Regions from separate parts of the Gossypium hirsutum genome. Here region 2 is linked to region 1. A link is a contact called in public Hi-C data. All regions are on one chromosome and are shown on one strand. Each heading gives the region's core, a stretch centred on a gene start, on an enhancer-like site or on the middle of the called end of the contact. The rest is flanking DNA. Distances are from core to core; before and after follow the strand shown. Region 1 holds the start of LOC107940819 (probable anion transporter 5). Region 2 has its middle 9.1 kb from the start of LOC107940820.

Region 1 (4,706 bases), core at 1,955-4,454:
ACAACTGCCACATTGCAAATCAATCTCAATATGTATAATCATTCCATTTGCAAAAAATAAAACTCACTGTATAAACCAAAATAACACATACAACAATAAAAGAATGATTCCTAATAGCCACTGTTTTGTGTTAATTTCTTTGAACCTTCTATATAGTCTTCTGAATTTCAGTATACCCTTCCCATCAGGGGTTTACATTCATTAATATCACAATGATATATTTGCAGTTGAAACCCTTGAACCTCACCAGTTAAAAAAAGTACAAGTTTTACATTGACTTGGTTTCAGTCAAAAATCCTTTCCCCTGTTGAGAACACCAAGAATATGAAAGAACTGAATATGCACAGCCATCCAGGAATGAAAAACACTGCTCTCCAGCTTTCAGGACTGAATAGACCTGAATATTCGATTTTAGCCGCTTCAAGAAGCCGGCCGGTCATATCAACCCCGATAATCCCAGCTAGAGTACCCGCTGTGTTTGAGACACCCATTACAATTCCTGCATATCTAGGTGCAATATCCATATGGTTCACTGCAAAACCAGCTCTCCCAAGTGCCAAGAACCCGAGTGCTACTGAAGAACATAAAATAGCTCCAACAGATGTTCTGAAGATCGGAAGTGCTAACAGTGCGATCGAAGCAACTATAAATCCTACAGTGTTCAAGAACTTCCTAGTTTTAGTCACTGACATTACTCTTTTGGTGATCAAGTGGTCAGCGACAATCCCACCTACATTTAAGAATAAGAACATGTTTAAGTAGGGCATCATCTTAGAAGAACCCATTTCCTGAAGACTCAGCTGGAGGCCCTGCTCGAAGTATGTAGGCAGCCAGTTCATCAATACGTAAAGAGCATAGTGGAATGTGAAATTGTTTACCACAATTGCCCAAACTGGCCTGCTAATTAAAATCTTCTTCCATGGAATTTTGGTTGCTTTGACAGTACTTCCTCCATTCTCCATTTTTGTCCTTGGACTTGCATCGGTAGGTAACAAAGACTCTCCAAATCCAGCAGCGGCGGCTTTCGGATGCTCGGATCGAGGGGGATCAGTTGCATATTTAAACCAAAGCACAGACCACAGGACACCTAATGCTGCTTCTGCAAGAAATACAGATTCGGGACCTTTTAACTTCACCAGGCTTGGAAGGAAAAGCATCCCCATAGCTGCACCTAGGTACATCCCAGAAGTTGTAAGTGAAACAGATCTCGATCTCTCATGTGGAGGGACCCACTGTGCTAAGACAGTGTGGATTGAAGGGAAGATGAAACCTTGTGCTACACCAACAAGCAACCGAGCAACGACTAAGATTGTGACTCTATTAGGATCTAGCGGAACCAAGAAACAAGTCAATGACCATAATACAAACGAGAAAAGAAGAACCTTCCTTCCCCCAATCTTTTGAGCAGCCCGTCCTCCAGGCACTTGAGAACAAGCATAACCATAGTAGAATGTGGAAAGTATCGTGCCTTTGCTTGACTGGTTAATCCCAGCAGCATCTGCTGCAACTGTGTATGCTATAGAGAAGCCGACGCGTTCTATGTAACAAACGCAAGTGCTAACAAAGGTTAAAATGACAATTAAGTATCGATTTGGGAGATTCATCCAAGTCATAATTCACTTTCCTATAGGAATCTTAGTTTTGCTAACTGTCTTCAAACAAATAGACCATCCAGCAGCTTGGTGTTTCAATCCTCGGTAGCAACCACTTTACAACAAGACAGTAGTTTCTTCAATAGTGTTCCAAGCCTTCAAGATACTAGCCAAGCCTGAATTAAAAAATTTATTCAAATGTTACAAATACAGTGTAAAGCACCGTTAAATCAACTTGCAAAAGCTAAATGTTAACTAGACATCAATTAAGAAAGAACTCATGCTTAATTTGCTATATTAGTGAAATCTTAAGTGAAAACATTGGCTGCATCAAAACAAAATATTTATAGAGGGGAGATTGCTGGTAAGGAAATGAAGTGAACTTGAGCATGAACTGCATCCAGACGATAACCAATAACTAGGATTAATAGAGTAGCATGTAATCTGATTAACAGAAGTTTGAAACTAAATACTGCTTAAGTAATGTAAAAATAAAAACTAATATGAACATGACACTTCTTGAGTTAAAAATTGGGAGATACAAATTTAGTAACTCATATTTGTTCCCAAGAATATAAAGAAGTTTATAAGTAGAAAAAAAATGGAAAAATCAGAAGATGAAACCATGATATTTTCCCAAGAAATCATTACCAGAGGTAAAGATGACATTTTCCCAAATTTGGAATTGAAGTGATCAAGAAAATTGCAGATAGCATTTGCAAAGCATGAAAATGGGATTGGCATTTTAACCAAGATCTGGGAAAATGAAAGGTTTTCATTACGTTAAACCATTTTTTTTATCAGTTATATACAAGATGAATGAACTGATCCACGTACTAACAAATTCAAAGAAACAGAACAAGACATTGGCAAGAAAGTAAACAAAGGCAAAAAAGAAAAAATTCAAGCAGAATCGAAATACAAGAAGAAATGATCAAATTCCGATCTCATGATATATAAAAGGGGATAAGAGAACTGAGTTTTAGTTAAAACGTATTCGGTTTTTCTTTCCCCCAGAAACTCACCCGCTGGTCAACTTTAACGAACTAGACGAAATTAGGAAAAAAAAAACCCAAAAAATCTCAGTAACTAAAATCCAACATTTCTCATTAAAAGACGAAGCAAGAAATGGAATTAATAGGGAAAATTGAACCAAAAAAAAAAGTGACTCAATTGAAGCAATAAGAAGAAAAAGAAGCAGAAAGAAGAAACAAGAAGAAGAGAACACACCTTGGGATTATTTGGAAATGCATCCAAGAAAGAAAAGAGCGAGAATGAGAGGGGTTAATGTTTCATGTGAATATCAAACATGTAAGGACATTGATATAAAGAAAAACATATGAACAAAAAACAAAGAAGATAGAAAGAAAGAAAGAGAGAGAGGAAGTCAAATGTGGGGTTTTTGGTTATCTTCTCTCTTTCCTTCAATGTCACACATGAGATGAGAAGCCTTCTGCTTTCTTCCCTATAAAGCCAAACCCTTCCTGGTCCTCTCTCCTTTACTGTGTCAACATTAACATTTAATAAGGGGTAAATTCTGAACTTAAAAAAATTACTATATAAACACTAACATTATGGATTTGTTATAATATAGCCACTAAACCATGTAAATTTATGTTGCAAGTGTAAGAGTTCGTGTATTTATATGGTGGTTGTGGCAAGAAATTCTGAATAATGGGGAGCGGGCTCAACGGCATATATACAATGAAGGCTATTGTGTTCGCTGTGGATTTCCGATTGACACTAGCCCACATGCCATATGAGATTGTGAGTTCTTAAAATTGATTTGGAAGACGTGAATCCTAATTCAATCGGGAATATATTCTTTTCATCGAATTTGAATATGTAGTTAATCAAGAACTCGTTATCTCAAGAGGAATTGACAATGAAAGAGAAAAATTGGCCGACTTTGTTTGCAATATTGTGTTGGCTATTATGGAAAAGCCGAAATAATTTCATTTTCAATATATAATAGCCATAGTAATGTTGATGTTGTTGTAGGTAAATGTTTAACTTAAGTTGCAAGCTTTGTAAACTCAAAGTCATATGAGCTCTATCGCATTCAGAAGGTGTTAGGTGATTATTGGAAGCAGCTAAAGAAAAGGTGGGTTAAGTTGAATATAGATGGTGCATTGTCGAAAAGCAATAATATTGTTGCAATTGGTGGCGTGTTTAGAGGCCATGATGCCAATTGAATGTGAGGTTTTGCTATGTGAATTAAGAAAGATTAGTTGTCAAATCTGAGGTAAGAGCTATATGCCTCAATTTAGCATGGACGTTTGGTTTTAGGCAATTAGAGTTGGAGTGTGACAATACTTTAGTTGTAGAAACTATTTTAGTTGGTTATGCGAGTACTAGTATGTTATTGGAGTTGTATTTGATTAGTCAACACCGAAATTAGAAGGTTCATTTTCGATACATCATTAAGAAACATGGCAGAAAAGTGAATTGGATAGCTAAACCGGGGAGTAAGAACTATGATGAGATATAGATATATGAAGAAGCCCGAATCTTATTAAGGGAGCTTCTCAATGTAAATCTTAATTCTTTGGTTGTTACTAGAGTTTCTTAGATTTATTAAAGAGCGGTGCAAGAGCATTTAAGGAAAATTAAAGAATGAGGGTGACGTAGGAATTGAAGAGCATGGGCATTCAATCCGCTGTCGCTGTATAGAAGGTACTTCTTCAGGTGTATTTTTTTTTGCAATGGATTGGGCAATACAGTGTCGTTTTCCTTTGCTTAATTAGTAATTGATTTGAACAATTGAACTTCCAGTAAAACGCCAAAGGCACCTGCTTTTGCCCAACCTTCACTCTTTAATTCAATCATAAGCAATAAAAGATCAAAAAGAAAAAAAGAGAAAAAAAGAATCAATGGTGATGCCTACCAGAACAATTTTACTTAATATAATATAAACAATAATTAGAAAAAGTCAACAATCTGGCAGCCTGTCCAAATATATATATATAAACGAATCCTAGATTGAAAAACTTTTGAATGTGCAGGTAGCATGTTTAAATAACAAATAAAAGGAAGGGAATAATGCTCGTTGAGGAGAGTGGTAAAGGGTTCATTATCCCTTAAACTAGGTTAATAATAAAATTTTGAATTTAA
Region 2 (4,725 bases), core at 629-3,128, 41 kb after region 1:
TTTATAATGTTATTAGTTAATGCAAATAGTTAATGTCGTTAAATTTTCGATTAAACTGTTCGATGGTTATATATAATTTGGATTTAAAAATTATTATCTGTTGGGTTTGCTTTGCTTTTTTACAATATCAGACAATAATTAAATTTAAATTTTTAAACCATGAGTTATTGTGTAGTGGTTGCTCACATCATCCCTTAATTATTTAGTTGGGGGTTCGATCCTTACTCATGGAACATAACACATTTCACAGTCAACCATTTACCTCTTCAAAGAGCACCGTGATGAGGGGATTAATCATTGCTGTCGGCGGTCTAAATTGTTAATATTGTTAACTATTTCAATTCAATGCTGATGTCATTTTTTTTCTTGAGAACACTATTCCTACAAAAAAAATGTATTTTATCACGTTGAGTTTGAATTAAAGTTTTTTTTTTAAATCCACACCAACATTGTCAATGTTATTTTTTGTTACATCATTATTAAGTGAATTATTTTTTATTTTAAAATGTCACAGCGATGAATTTAATGGATGAATTTTAACAATAATAACAATTAAACCTAAATTTCTAAATTTGAAAAATAGACTAACTATAATCTTAAAAATAAAAAATTAGGAGATTATAAAATGTTTAAAGCATATTTTAACTTTCAAATTTTCATTCTATAATTTGGTACAAGAAAAAAGGAACTCTATGTGAAGCATGGGAACCATATCAGTAATAATAAGAGTAAACTACACCTAAAGTCATTAAACTATTAGTAAGTTTACATTATGGTCACTAAACTATTCAAAAGTTTTTATTTAAGTCAATGGGTTGTTAAGGGTTTTTATTTTTATTTTAAAGTCTGGCTAGCGAGCTAATGCCTATTCGACAATTGGTATGGTGGATGAGTACCCATCCACAAGTAGAAGAACATTTCTTATATCTAAATATATTCGATGGTTAGTGTAGAAGATCATTGAAGAAAGTTATTCAAATTTTGGTTTACAGATTTGTAAGGATCAATGTTGTTTTATGAAAAAAAAAAAGAAACTAAATTGTAAAAGAGAAGAAGAATGAGAGTTTTTGATTGATATGGATGGTGCAAGTAGAAAATGTTATAAAATAATAATTTCAATAATTCGATAATTAAAATGAAAATTTTTTAAATAATTTAATGATATTTTATAATTTTTTTTTAATTTAAAAGATGAAAAGATAAAACTTATTAATAACTTACCTTAATAATAATAATATTTTCCCGGACCCAGCTTATAAAGGGCGGTCATTGCAGGCTGGGACTCCACCAAACAACACAGTCCCAATCGCTTGAGCTGGGGAACCACATGCACTGTACTCACATTACCAAACAAAACCTTCCTTCACCTAGCTATTACTATACGACACATTTTGACACTTACTAAGATTTTTGGCACCTTCCTATCGCTCATCACTTGGTAAAAAGCAATCTCACACATATTTTTAAATTTTTAAATATTTGCATTTAATATTTTATACGATGTCACACTCAATACTCATACAGAAATTTTAAATAATTTGGGTTTGAGGAGCTGCAAGTAAAGTATTTTTTTCCTGTGAAATGCCCAGGTGAAGTAAGGGGTTTGTATTGGGTGGCTGTCTTTTCAATATAATAATATAATATGAACTGTATGATGGGGGTGGGGGTGGAGGGGCCTTTGCATGGCAGAAAGAGATGAGAAATTAAATTTTGGATGGAAATTTGACATGCATTCATACCATCTTCATTAAGAATCACAGCCAAATTTAAATAAAAAAAACAGGGAGCGTTATTAACTCAGATTTGTGGTCTCCATCACCACCTATCCCTTTCTGAATGGGGGGGCTACCTCTTTTGGAGGGCACACCTTTTTACTATTTAACAGTGATATGTCGACCAAATGTAGCCATGACTCTTTGAATTACAACCCTATTCTGTTATTACAACATTTGTATTCCATGTATATTTTAAATGTAATTATGTAACTATGATCTTACATATATAGAGAGATTTTATGTTTCTTTATTTACAAAATGAATAAAAGTATCATTAAAAAATATTATAAAAGAATCAAACTGAATATTTTAATTATAATTCAAGAGTCAATTTAGATATAAGTCCTTCAATTAACATGTGATATCACTTTTTTGTTAAGGGTGTAATGACTTTTAACGGATAAATAATCAAAACGTTAACTTTTCATAATTCAATGGTAAAAGAAAAAAATTTACTAAGGGGTAGATAGATGCGCGTAGAGCTAGGGGGCCTTGAGGACAAATATATTGGGCTGGGACACATGACACAATACATTATTGATTTGGTCCATAGTCCATATGGTTTAAGGGCCTACAACATGGGAAAGGGTATAATTCTTGGGAATTTTTTCCTACGGTGCCTACTAAAATGCAAATATTCATTCTGATGAGATGTAACCATTATGAGCCCTCTGATTTCGCCGGTTTCGTACAATGGGACTTCGGGATTGTATTTATTTTAATTGAAGAAATGATTGGTGTCAGTGGCAGATGAAATCTTGCACACGTGTGTTGTGTACCTTACTTGCTAGATTATTAAATTTTTAGATATTTTGCTCCGATATAAATGTAAGCCCTAATTGATATCTTTGCTCATTTGTGAAAAGGTACAATCCATGGCCTACTCGGCTAGGCCGGCCTAATTATTGCAACTCACAAACATGGCTACAACCTATGAGGGACATATTAGATGCATGGGGAAGATTCACATCTATATATTCCTATATAAGATTTAAATGATATCCAAAACCAAAACTGTAAATTTAATTTTAATTTAGTTGTATCGGTTTTATTATTATAAAAGAAAAATTAGATTCGAGTATGTTTTAAGGGAAATCAACAAAAAACAGAAAGGGTTAATCAACTATACCATCGCTAGCATGCACATGGTGGAACGTATCTTTAGGTAGATTTGGTCATGAACTAGATCATTCATTAGTTTAGATAAAAATATAGACTCAAAAAAAGAGTTTGGACAAAAAATAAGACCAATTTCCTAAATGAATCTAGCCTCAAATAAGATTTTTTGATTTTGCCCGAATCAACTTAAAATTTCTTTTTTGCTGATGTTTTGTTATCATGTCACTATTATATTGCTACTATATTTTTTGTTATTATTTGGGTATTGTATAACTCTTGTTTTATTGTTAAGTTTGCTACTATTTTAGATATATTTGTTCGCTAAGTTACAATTATTTTAGTGTTATTTAAGTATAAAGATTTTTTAATGCATTTTTTATTTTTTGGAAAATATTTATTTTAATGTTTTTAATATATTTGATGTAGTATATTTTTTAAATTTATTTTTAAATAAAAAATTAATACAAGCAGGTCAGATCAGGCTCGAATTTAACATTTTTAATTTGGGCCAAAATGGATAAAATTTGAGGTTTATTTTTGGATTTAGTCGGACATGAACTTAAAATTTTGTATTAGTCCAATCAACCCATTACCAAATCTAATTTTAAACTTATTAAAAATTTCAAAATTTAAAAAAGAATTAACTAAGACTTTAAAAATCTTGGTGAGGTAATTAAAATTTTTTTATAGTTTTGGGAGGGCGAAAGCCTCCTCTGACTCTAACTGAACCGTCCAGTGGCAAGGCCCAAAAAGAGAGAGGGGTATAGTTGGACCATAAAAGACAACACCCAACCCCTCCTTCCTCACTTTTATTCGTCAAACTCAAATGGGCTACGCAATCCCACAATAATTGTGTTAGAGTTGATCTGGGGTTTATCCGTAATCTGATTTTTTTGGACAGTGATTAGTAGATTTGAAGACTTTAATTGAGTTTTAAAGTCGACATTGCTTGGATTTACCCGTTGTTAGCGTTGTTGGAATTATATGCTTATTGTAATGATTTTATATTGTAATCTTGTAGCTACAACTTTGAGTATACTAGAATTTTTGATTAAAATCTCAATTCTCGTGGTTTTAATCCTTTGCTTTTAGAGATTTTTTACATAAAAATCATTTAATTTGCTTTAATGTATCTTTAATTAATCATCTATAGACAAAAATATATACTTTATAATTAAATTTGTTCTCTAGTTTCATATATATAAATTTGTTATTCAACGCATCGGGAATTGTATATTTATATCTGCAGTATTGAGACATTTCAAATTCGGATTATACATCTATTTACTTTTATCAAGTAATCTTTGAATTTGACTTTTAAGTCCATTTGAGGTCATTTCTTTGATCTCAAATGCAGTTTAGCAGTTGACAATTGTTTATGGAACTCCTCTCATATTTCATCTTCTCGGCCATAAAAGTTGTTCTATTTAAGATGTGATTAAACTTCTAAAACTGTTGTGCTAAGACAAAGATTATAACATGTTATTTAGGACAATAGTTAAGATTGTAGCGGCCCAGGTGTTGAATGAAAACAAAGATAAGCTTTGTCTTCAACATGTTAACAAGGGGAGTTGGTCAAAAGAAAAAATAGAGAGCCATAAAATCTCCTACAATGGGAAACAGGCTGTATTTTGACAATGGACATGAAGGAATGCCATAGACATCTATTGGGACTTTTTTTTTCTTTCTTTCAATATTTATATTTATTTAATGTTAAAATATGTAATTAATCCCTATAATTTTATAAAATTTAAAATTTAGCCCATATACTTAAAACAGTTAAAAAATTAAGTACTACCATTTTAATTTAAAATTCTAATATTTATTAGGC

The links. Hi-C and Micro-C count contacts between places; a contact is called where the count stands out from the background.
Region 2: a contact with region 1 is called in a Hi-C map of leaf, with 2.3 times the contacts expected there. The contact joins the enhancer-like site here to the promoter of LOC107940819 in region 1. A contact is called at or near these places in 4 of 34 Hi-C or Micro-C datasets (all in leaf).

The regions. Positions count from the first base shown.
Region 1 is chrA03:108,600,640-108,605,345 of Gossypium_hirsutum_v2.1, forward strand. LOC107940819 (probable anion transporter 5) reads right to left here and starts at 3,205. Exons shown (of 2, transcript XM_016874282.2): 1 at 2,823-3,205; 2 at 1-1,768. The coding sequence starts at 1,613. The coding sequence ends at 285.
Region 2 is chrA03:108,643,428-108,648,152 of Gossypium_hirsutum_v2.1, forward strand. No RefSeq gene overlaps it. Among protein-coding and RNA genes, the nearest start is that of LOC107940820, 9.1 kb to the left of the region's middle. Within about 2 kb of position 1,879, at least 3 of the 9 cell types and tissues checked have an H3K27ac peak or open chromatin away from gene starts, as enhancers often do. A contact at or near this core is called in leaf, where this site is marked.